Regions from separate parts of the Sus scrofa genome. Here region 1 is linked to region 2. A link is a contact called in public Hi-C data. All regions are on one chromosome and are shown on one strand. The core of a region is the stretch at or near the end of the contact, and the rest is flanking DNA. Distances in the headings are between cores, read along the strand shown.

What was found. Hi-C and Micro-C count contacts between places; a contact is called where the count stands out from the background.
Region 1: a Hi-C map of heart right ventricle shows a contact between it and region 2, with 4 times the contacts expected there. The contact joins the promoter of TMEM65 here to the promoter of NDUFB9 in region 2. A contact is called at or near these places in 2 of 47 Hi-C or Micro-C datasets (embryonic fibroblasts and heart right ventricle).

The regions. Positions count from the first base shown.
Region 1 is chr4:15,261,239-15,267,016 of Sscrofa11.1, forward strand. It overlaps TMEM65 (transmembrane protein 65), which reads left to right and starts at 2,162. Exons shown (of 8, transcript XM_021088951.1): 1 at 2,162-2,994. The coding sequence starts at 2,706. It overlaps LOC102157933 (a long non-coding RNA gene), which reads right to left and starts at 2,072. Exons shown (of 7, transcript XR_002343112.1): 1 at 1,529-2,072.
Region 2 is chr4:15,109,256-15,114,878 of Sscrofa11.1, forward strand. It overlaps NDUFB9 (NADH dehydrogenase [ubiquinone] 1 beta subcomplex subunit 9), which reads right to left and starts at 4,026. Exons shown (of 4, transcript XM_013996497.1): 1 at 3,870-4,026; 2 at 852-1,044. The coding sequence starts at 3,970. It overlaps TATDN1 (TatD DNase domain containing 1), which reads left to right and starts at 4,091. Exons shown (of 12, transcript NM_001244525.1): 1 at 4,091-4,116. The coding sequence starts at 4,095.

The sequences.
Region 1 (5,778 bases), core at 912-3,411, 150 kb after region 2:
TTACCATAGCAGGGTTTTGATGTCCCACTTATTGTTTAAAGCAACTCGCGTGGCCAAGCGCACAGTCATTTGGGACAAGTCTACACAAGGGAGTGGATACCATAAGGCATGATTCACTGGAATGACTACTCAACAACCTAACACACATAGCTAGGAAGTGTTTGATACAGTTATCAAATTTTGGCAATCTGTTCCTAGAGCCCATACACAAAAACTGGTGTCCTGGTGACTGTTGGGAATTCTTACTGAAGAGCTTCTTTCAAACTTCTCTTCCCAGGCCCCACTTCAAGCCCAATGAGTCAGAATCTCTTGGGAGTAAGGGATGTTGGGGGAGGGCGGTAGAAATCCCAAGAATTTAAGACTTGAATAGCTCTGCCTAAGATTCTAACACACACTGGAGGTTGTAGGGTGTTTCAAAGATAAAGTCTCTACATAAACACCTTGCATTTTCCACAGACAACATCCCTGTTCCCCCCAAACTGAAACTGCACACGTGGAAGTTCCCTGGGCCAGGGATCCAACCCACACCACAGTTGCACCTGAGCCACACGGCAGCAATGCCAGATCCTTCACCTGTTTCCCCACAAGGGAACTTCAGAGAACATTTTTATTTTTATTTTTTTAATTAAAAAAATTTTTTTAGGGCCACACCCATAGCATATGGAAGTTCCCAGGCGAGGGGTTGAATAGGAGCTGTAGCCGCTGGCCTATGGCCTACACCACAGCAACACCAGATCGGAGCTGCATCTGTGACCTATACCACAGCTTACGGCAACGCCGGATCCTTAACCCACAGAGCAAGGTCAGGGATCGAACCTGTGTCCTCATGGATACTAGTCAGACTCATTTCCGCTGAGCCATGACGACGGGCACTCCCAGAGAACATTTTAAATTGTCACTATTACACTACTGCACTGCTATCAAATTAAAAAATGTAAACAATGCTTTCCATGTTTAAGTTAGTGAAGTGGTTCTCAAACTTTTGTGTGCTTCAGTGTTAACTGGAGGGCTTGTTAAAATGCAGATGACTGGGCCCACCCCCCACTTTCAGAGTCCGAAGGTCTTTGGTGGAGTACCGGAATTTGAATTTGCATAACTAACAAACTGCTGCCCAAAGGCCACACTTTGAGAACCATTTTGAAGGCAGGAGGATTTAGCGATAATGTTCCTCCTCTGATTCGCATTTATACATCGCATTTACACTATGATAGCATGTCTACTGCATACACTGCTCTTGGGCTGGGTGTAACAGTGCATGTGATAAGGATAGGATTTAGATCTTGATTACACTTGAGCAGATTTATTCTCTAAGTGGATCTATTCTCTAAGAAGACAGGAAGCCTAAGTGTCATGAGACAGGTTCAGATAAAGCTGAGATCTCCTCCCTCAGGCAGAGATAAATGAAAGCTCAGAACAGGAGACCCTATGAACGTATGGGGCCTTGCAAGATGCCTAGGACATGTGGGAATGGGGGAGGCTCGCAAAATATTTTCTGCCTCAGCTGAGAGAAAGAAACAGCCAAACAAACCTTAACAAACACCTGGGAAAGGTCTGTGACATTCTTGCCTCAGGCTCCGGCATTAACAATCTGCAAGCTGCTTGCATCAGAAAGGGGAAAGGTGTTCTCAGCATCAAGGTTTCAGTCTCAGACTCTTCTTGGGAAAGGGGAGAACTGGCCTCACCCTCTCTTTGGAGCTCTCAGAGTAGGTGCCTCAGAGACCCGAGTGTCTGGCGGAAGCGGTGGTATGCATGGACTTGGCAAAGGGCGCCGCTTGAGCTCTTCAGTCCCTCAAAGCCTGAATAGGGCTCTGTGGTTCGGCCGGGGCCAGGCGAAGGGGGCCGCAAGCCGGAGCATCGTTCAGAATTAACCTCAGATTTAAGACTCAGGCCCGGCGCTACAGCGGGCCGTGTCGTAGCCACATTACCTGGCAGAGCGAGTGGCTCAAAGCTCTTCTTCCCAATTCCCCACAGCCGATAGAAACGTGACGGAGGCCAGCGCAAGGAGTGCTAGCCTTCTCACCCTCCACCTTCACGCACCCGAAGCGCGTGCACACTCCTTTCCCGGGGCGGGGGGGGGGAAACCGCGGCCTGCGAATCTGCATACTGCGCCTGCGCGGCCCCGCCGCGCCCCGCCCCTTTCCTTCGCCCCGCCCTGTTACCCACTGTATCGCCGCTAGGGGTAGTGATGGCGTCTGAGGCCTGAGAGCGTGGTTGCTGTGAGGGCGCGGGAGTCGTATGGAGTGGGGACTAGGGCAAGTGAGAGGGTGGGAAAACCAGAGACAGAGGAGGGCGGTGCTGGAGAAGGGCGGCGCGTGGCTGACTCATCCCTCTGGAAGATCAGACTGACAGACACTAACCCTTGCCGGACCCGCCCGCCCGCCCGCGCCGCTTCTCCTCAGCTGGGAGGCGCCCGCCCGCACAGCCCGCCCGCCTTCTCCGGGAGCGCTCTCCCGGCCCGGCTGCCTCAGAGAAAGTTTTTGTCGTCGGAAGGGACTGGAGGCGCCACTGGCCTTTGGGAAGGGAAGGAGGACGGAAGAGGAGGCGACAGCCGCGTGGGCCCGGGGAGTGCATGGTGCCCGGCGTCTCGGCTGCCTGTCAGGAGGACATCGGGGCGGGGTCGAGCTGAGCCCAGCTCCTTCTTCGCGCAGCGGCGCCAGAAATCTCCCTCCCGGGCTGCCGCGGGGGTCCTCGCTCCTCAGCCCGCCATGTCCCGGCTGCTGCCGCTGCTGAGGAGCCGGACCGCGCGCAGCCTGAGGCCGGGCCCGGCCGCCGCCGCGCCCCGCCCGCCGTCCTGGTGCGGCTGCGGGCGGGGGCTGCTGGCGCTCGCGGCCCCGGGCGGCCCCCGGGCGCTGGGTACCCACCCGAAGAAGGAACCCATGGAGGCGCTGAACACGGCGCAGGGCGCGCGCGACTTCATCTACAGCCTGCACTCCAGCGAGAGGACCTGCCTGCTCAAGGAGCTGCACCGCTTCGAGTCCATTGCCATCGCCCAAGGTAAGGGAGGCGCGAGGGGGGCGAGCCGGGGGGCGGGGGCCGGGCGCCCTCCCCTCCCCCACCGGCGCCCCGGGAGGCTGCCCACCGCTCGGCCCGGGCTCCTCGCCGCCGCCCCCCTCGCCCGCCTGGCCCGGCGCCTGGGACGTCCGACGGGGGGAACTTTCCGCCTCCTAAGTGTCCCCGGGGCAGGTAGGACGGGGCGGATCGTGCCAGGGCCAGCGCTTGGCTGGTTCCTCCCCAGCCTCAAAATCGGCGCTTCAGCCCCAATTGCCGACGGATGCTGAATTGATTTTGTTTAGATTGGCTGTGTCCTCCCCCCAGCCCCGCTCCCCCCCGCAGCCCTCCTGCCCCCAAGCCCTTGCTGCGTTCCGGTGAACGTGCAGCCACGCGAGTGGCCTGCAGTGCCTCCTTCAAAAGCGCTGCAAAGCCTAGACGCAGGAAGAAACTTTGTTGAATGATCCTAAAACAAGGTGTATGGGTGTCCAAAAGAAGGGCTGTTGCTTCGTAAGGCGGAGTTGCTCTCAGCTGCTTCTTTGCACAAATCTGTAGTTGTATTCTTTTAAGCAGCCGAAGGAAACATTTTCCTGGGGAATGGAAAGAATGGGTCAAACCAGTATCTGCAGATACATACTTGCAAGCCCATCATAGGTTGGGTGTTGCCAAGTTAAACCCCAGTTTTTGTGGTTTCCCTAGAGGAGGGAAGAATGCAGTAGATAAGGAGGTATTTTTTCTGGAAATCTGTGGCTCTACAGTAAAAAGCAAAAGTATTTTGGATTTATGCGCAAAAATAATTCGGAATGGTGAAAGCAAAGCTATTTTTAAGCTAACATGTTAAAAGAGGATATTTTTAAAACCAGTGCACAATGCTGGTAGGTCAGAGTTTGAGTCCAAGTGAAAAAGCTGAAAAAGTCAGAAAATCAAAAGGATGAAGGGAGCAAATAAACAGTCTTAAAATACTTTTGCCATTTAAATGCGGTGACACAGACCGAATACATTATTATTTTATATTACATTCTGGTGTGTTTGAAAGTGTTTTTTTTGTTTATTTTGTTTTTAAGTATTCCTCTTCTCAAGGTTAGTTGGTACATAAACATTCCATAGATTCCTTAAGAATACATTTATTTGGAACAAGGCGTTTGATTTGCCAGGGGCAGTTGAAAGTACTATGGTCTATGTATGTACCTGAGTGGAGGAAACAATTATGCCTTTTCTGTAATCCTTCTTCAGAAACTTTTTTAGTTGTGCCTTTTAACTGCTTTTTTTTTTTTTTTTCTTTGCTCAGGGAATTGTGGCCCAATTTATAGTATTGGATGATTCCAGACATTGTCTACTGACAATGCTTTTACAGGAAAAATGCAACATCGCAATCAATAGGTTACTAAATGTATAATCATGATATTATATGAAGTCATAATCAAATACTCGCATATTTGTAAGCTATGTGTGCATCAGTTTGGTTTTAAAATACTCAATTCTGAAAATGTGCTTCTTGGAAAACTATAAAGACAGTCCTAAAACTGGAGCATCAGTTTTAGGACTCTTTGTTCATGGGCAAGACGACTTGAACACATTTGGTCTTCATTGAGTAGTTTCTTAGAAATTATGCATTAACATTGTTACACGATTGGAGGGCCTTATTAATATGATTTTATGACAGTTCTTGAAAAGCATGTCTTGTGATACAAATGGGTACATTTACCTCATGCCTTTTACGGTTTTAGCACGTTTTGATGAGGATGCTGCATTTCCCAATGGAGACAGTACTTTAAAATTTAACATGGTTTTAAATATTCTGTAAAGTAGCTGTTAACTTCAGTCAATGGAGATCAGTTAGCATCTCTTACACTCAGTAATATGTGAGTTATATGAGAGAGAAATTGCCAATTTGTCTTTTTTTCAAGATAAATGGAAAGGATATAGGAAACAATGTGGTAGTCAGATGCTTATTCTGTATAAACTAAAGAACTTCACAGTTTTAATCAACTGATTTTGGCAGTGTTGATGACTAAATTATTGCCCTTTGACTCAAATGACACTTATTGATGATGATGCTTTAATATTTGGTATAGTCTTAGTGTTTTCAATATCAATATGTATAGTTTCTTTGGAGATAACTGGGATCATCAGTTATCTACTAAATTACCCTATTCATTAACCATTTAAGGTGAAGGGGCTTTATTATGTTGAGAATGCATACCGCTCATTCTATTGCTGAAATCAGTTTTTCTCCCCAGACAAATGAAAAACTCCCATGTTTTTCTTTTATTGTTCCTTTTGAATGTTTTTATTTTATTTTTTTTACCCTCCCCTCCCCTTGAATGTTTATAAAAACTCAACCCATGTGCTAAATGTGTATGTACTAAGTGCACTTTCTAATGAAATAAATTCTGTTAAAAGAGCTGTTTCTCATAATAGGAAGTTTGTGTTCTTGGGATGTGTGCTTGTATCATCTAATGAAGTGTTTTGGATTTGGTATGGAAACATTCATTACAGGAAAAAAAATCTCTACTGCTAAAATTTGGTGCATTTGCCCTTATCTTTCCTCTGTGTTTATCAGTAGGCATTTGATATAATCTGTGACCAAATAAAGCTTTAGAATCAGTTTTTAAAAATTTTTTAGTGAATTTTATTACATTTATAGTTGTACAACAATCATCACAACCCACTTTTATAGCATTTCCATCCCAAATAGAACCAGTTTGTAAATAGATAAAGCAGACTTGGTGGGAAGTCTTGTTATAGTTAAGTAAGATATAGTGATTTTTATATTACAAACTGATTTCC
Region 2 (5,623 bases), core at 2,776-5,275:
TCCTTAACCCACTGAGCAAGGCCAGGGACCAAACCCTCAACCTCATGGTTCCTAGTTGGATTCCTTAACCACTGAGCCACGACAGGAACTCCCCCAAGGAGCATTTTTTAATTGGACTCTTTTGAACACTACGCAATGGTTAGCAGAGGACCGAGATAAAGGAGTATGCCTTAGAGTAAAACAGCCTAGGGTTGAAAACATACAGCAAGTCAGTCCAAAGAGAACCGGCACCATTCCCCCATCTGCGTTGTCCAGATATCCAGAGTGCTTTATGTTACTTGGACACCACTTAGAATTTCTTAGAAACACTGAGCACCAAATGAAACTGGTTAACTCTGAAGTCTGAAAAAGAATTATTTTCCAAGTCCTTTAGCCCTCTGCCAAAAAAGTATACTGCAAGACCTTGGAACTAAATTTGGAGAGAAAATTCTTTCTTTCTTTTTTTTTTTTTTTGGTCTTTTGTCTTTTTAGGGCCGCACCTGCGGCATAATGGAGGTTCCCAGGCTAGGGGTCAAATCGGAGCTGTAGCCGCCAGCCTACACCACAGCCACGCCAGATCCGAGTCGCGTCTGTGACCCACACCACAGTTCACGGCAATGCCGGATCCTCAACCCACTGAGTGAAGCCAGGGATTGAACCCGAAACCTCATGGTTCCCAGTCAGATTCGTTTCCGCTGCGCCAGGGCGGGAACTCCTGGAAAGAAAAGTCTTGATAGCACCTGGGAGAGAGCAAACTAACACATGAGAAAAAGGCTAACTGTCAGGAAAGGAATCTCCTAGCTGCCCCTAAAAGGGCAAGTGGTTTCCGCGGCTGAGGTTTGGGGCTCGAGACCCCTGTGGTGCTCACCCACCTTGTAACACTCGTATCTCTCGTAGGAGGTGCCCCCAGGAGACTCGGGGAAGATGTATGGCTGAGGGTGCTGACCGTACCAGAATTCCTCCTCGGCCTGCCTCAGCAGCTGGGTGGCCTTCACCATATCCTTTTCATTCTTGTGTTCATCAAATCGGGCTCTCATCAAACAAGCAAAGTACCGGTATTTGTCCCTTCAACCAGAATGATTGAGAGATTAGAAATGTTTTATCTACTCAATTGGGCAGTATTACCATCTGACAAGGGGCGGTACTTCCGCTAACGCCTTCCAGGTGAGTAGGGGAACTTCCCAGGCCCTGCCTATGGAGCAGCTGCATCATCACGACAGCTTCCTTGGCAGAGTCCCGAACACCAGCAGCAAAAGCTACTGTACTGTTGTCCTCTTAATGAATTTCCTCCTACCTTGTGCTGGGTGCTAAATTCTGGAGATACAAAGATGTCGAAGGCAGGGTAGAAACAATACTGCTGTAACAGACAAACCTGGGTTTGAATTCTGACCGACACCTTAGGCAAGTGTCAGTTTCTAGAAGAAACCACGGGCAGAGATCATTTCTGGGGTTTTGATAGTATTCCAGGCCTCAGATGACAACGGCCTAAAGCAGGCAATAGTGATGGATGGTGACAGGAGAGAAGCACTTAGACTACAAAGCTATTAGAGTGGGCTATCAGGTCAGATTGCTTAGGGCTAAATCTTAGCTCAGCAGTTACTTGCTGTGTAATCTAGGGTAAATTAAAGTAATTAGGCCATGGGTTCCTCCTCCTCCATGACCTTATCGATACCTTAGGGTTGCCCTAAAGACTTGAGAAGGTAAAACATATAAACACACTTCAGACAGTGCTTGGTACACCCCAGGGCCCAGTGTCAGCTACTAATATTATTATATTGGGAAGAGAATTTACAAAAACCACATCCAATTGTACGTGGCAAACAAGTATGTATGTCGTTGGCATAGTGGTTTAGTAGGGAGTTCTTGAAAATAATGCTAAGACTTAAAGCTGAATGATCACTAGGAATACCATTAGCTGAGCCAGGGAATTTGGGAGAAGAACCAAAATGAGGTAGTGAAAAGAGAACAGGTTCCGTTTCAGAGAACTGTAGGTAATTTAACAGCTGGAAATACAGCTCTAGCGACAAATGAGGCTAGGTGTAACAAAGTCCCAGTGTTAGATGGGTTACCCAAACTTTACATAGCAATAACCAAGGGACTAGGACGGACCCATGCAGAACAAACAGCACTTTGAGGGCAAATGGAAGAAAAAAAAAATCAATCAAGTACTGGAGAAAAGATTTTAATGAGACTTAAAGAAATGCTAAATTAGTTTTATCATAGTTACTACTTTATCCTTTCTTCTTAAGACTGAACTTTTTCTAAGATGTAGAAATTTTTTTTTTTTAAGGGCCACACCTGTGGCATGTGGAAGTTCCCAGGCTAGGGGTTGGATGGGAACTGGGACTGTCGGCCTATGCCACAGCCGCAGGAACGCTGAACCCTTTAACCCACTGAGAGAGGCCAGGGATCAAACCTGCATCCTCTTGGATACTAGTCGGGTTGGTAACCCACTGAGCCACAACAGGAACTCCCTCAGATTAAAATTCTTTTTTTTTTTTTTTTGTCTTTTTGCCATTTCTTGGGCCACCCCCGTGGCATATGGAGGTTCTCTGGCTAGGGGTCGAATTGGAGCTGTAGCCACTGGCATACTCCAGAGCCACAGCAAAGCAGGATCCAAGCCGAGTCTGTAACCTACACCACAGCTCACAGCAATGCTGGATCCTTAACCCACTGAGCAAGGCCAGGGATCGAACCCACAACTTCATGGTTCCTAGTCGGATTCGTTAACCACCGAGCCACGATGGGAACTCTATATGTAGAATTCTTGACGGCTCAACTTCCTTCCTTTTTATATAACTGATAATTCTCCATGTTATCTATTTGTTTATAGGTCCATCTTCCCCATTTATCCACTAGTTGCTACAGATGAGAAAGAAGCCTTATAGGCTTATTTATGCATCAGTCAGCATACACCTGGAATGCAAATTCTGTCAGATGAATGAATAAGGAGAAATTAGGGAAGTAATTAATCTTACAACCTTGAACCTGGCCATCTTCCTACTTAGCAAAGAGAAGTAGGTCAATGACTTTACAATAAGCCCATATATGCAATCAAGGATCCTTTCCACAACTCTTCCAGATGTACTCAGTTTCTCATTGTTTAGAGGTTTTTCTCAAAGGCCCTTCTTTGTGGGACAAGGTTTTAGGATTTGGCTAAGGGAGTGGAGGTCTGGCATTCACACATTTTGGGTTGTCACCCCACCATGCATTGCGTGTAGGTCACAAAAATCTGTATGTTTTATGAATATGTTCTATGACTAATCTTAGATGAAGAGAGAGAGATGATGAGAATTCATGCAATGTGAAGATAATAAAAAGGAATGGATGAAGCTAAAACAAGAAAAGCTGATGGGAAGGATAATGATGCTTTGTGGTTAAGACACCTGAGTTTTAATCCTGGCTGGCCACTTACCAGATTCAGGGCCTTGAACAAATTACTCTCTAGCTTCTCTCTCCTCATCTATAAAATAAGGCCAAATAATCCCTAACTCCCAGAGTTGTGAGGACAAGAGAAAATATGCATAGATTATTACTGCTAATATTAGGAACGAGAAGGTCATGAAGAAAACTATTACTTAGTGAACGCCGGAGGCACTTTCTTAATCGACATGCCACCCTCGACACTGGGTCCTGTGTCCATTTTCCTGATCAGAAAAGTGAGGCCTGGGCCAAATAAGCAATTCTTCAAGGTCTCGCGCACCTGCGGGCGACGAAGTCTGCATTCGAACCCGGGTCTACGCGGGGGCTCTGTGGGTCGAGACGTCGCCTTCCACCCCGTTCCCGAAGTCCTTGACACCTCTCTCCCCTCCCCCCGGGTCACTAGGGCCTTTCGGCCTCCGTGGAGGCCTCCGCCTCACCTCCCCGCGCCGTGGGTCCCCCTCTCTCACCTGTGGACGCACCACGACTCCAGGTGGCGCAGCGCCCGCTTATAAAGCCGCAGCACCTTCTGCTGGTGGGTCAGGTAGGCCGCCGGCGCCGAGAAAGCCATGACGGCCCGCTCACCTTCAGCGGCCGCGGGCGCTGCCGGAAAACGAGGGGTGGGGCTTCCCCGGAAGGGCGGGGCGAGCGGCGGCCACTTCCGCTTCCGCCGGGGAGGAGCCAGGGCTGCAGTCATGAGCCGGTTCAAGTTCGTGGGTAAGACTTTTCCTGGATCTTTGGCCTTGCAATCCTCAGGCGTCGCCCACCGCCGCCGGAGGGCCCAGGATGTGAGCTCTCCGGCTCTTTGCGGGTTGAAAGTGCACCCTATGGAAGAGGGCGCGGGGAGGTTTCTGGGTGCTAATAATGTTCAGGATCGCGGTTTGGGTGCTGGCTTCACGGGTGTGCTTATTTGTGGAAATTCACGAGCTGCATTATGATTTATGCTTTTCCCAGCATGCGTTGTATTGAATAAAAAGATAAAAGGAGGCAGAGCTACCAAAAAAACCCCAGAAGGCCAGTCCCTAGCTGACCCTCCATCCCTTCTGCACCTCCCGCCTTTTCCCGTCTCCGCGGTGGAGAGGAGGATAGCTTCGAGGCACCCGTTTATTCGCTAATTCGTGCGTTCATATCGCAGTTACTGAACGACCCTGGTTCGACCCTGGTTTGCCCGGCACCGGCCTAGGAATACAGGCCAGGTCCCTGCTCTGCTGTCATCCCCATCTGGTGGGGAAACTGACGGCATAAATAGCGGGAAGAGAAACAAGTTCTATTACCTGACAAGTACGGTAATCCATTCAGCATGGGTAGAACAAGAGAGGGAAAATGCGACAGAAACTAAAGGAATAAGCATACTTGTATCAGGCATTTACAAGTATGGGACAGTGTGAGAGCTAGGATTGGAAGGGTAACTTGGGACTCGAATGTCTTGATGAGGTTAATTTTACTGTGTATAGAGTAGAGCCTCGCTGAAGACTTTTCACCAGGAGCATTCATTAAGTAAATCATTGAGGGCCAGTACATATTGGGGGCCCTGGGCTATGGGATACAGCAGTGGGTAAAGCTGGGCATGATCCTTGTTTTTGTGAAGTTTCCAGCTACTTGAAGGTGGAAAATGACAGTGATCACATCTCTGCTTTAGTACAGTAATCCTGACAGCTGTTAGGTTTGGTGGGGCGTAGGGAGAGGCAGAGAAGCATTTCAGAGCTTGAACTACGACACCGGAAACGGGAGAGACAAAGAGAAGAGAGATACGTATGCAGCGTTTAGCAGCTGAGTGTTTATGTCAGATAAAGGAGAGAACAGAGATGATTCAGGGTTGGGATAAATAACCTAAATGTGAAATGGAAACGTAATGGGAGTGGCTGGGTGCTACAGCAAGATCCGTTTGGATTCGGTTAAGTTTCAGACTCTTATAGGACCTTTTGGGTAGAGATATTTACTGAGCAATTGGAAATGTCTGGCACTCAGGAGAGTGGTTAAGATTATAAATTTAGATCTGAGAGTTAATTTAAGTGACATTTTTTACAAAGACATTGTACTAAGTATGTGGAATTGTAAAAAGAATCTGGGGAGTTCTGCTGTGCTGCAGTGAGCTAAGAATCCAACTGTAGCAGCTCAGGTCGCTGCTGAGGCCAGGTTAGGCCCCCAGCCAGGTGCAGTGAGTTAAAGGATGCGGTTTTGCCGCAGCTGCAGCGTAGGTTGCAGCTGCAGCTTGAATTCAATC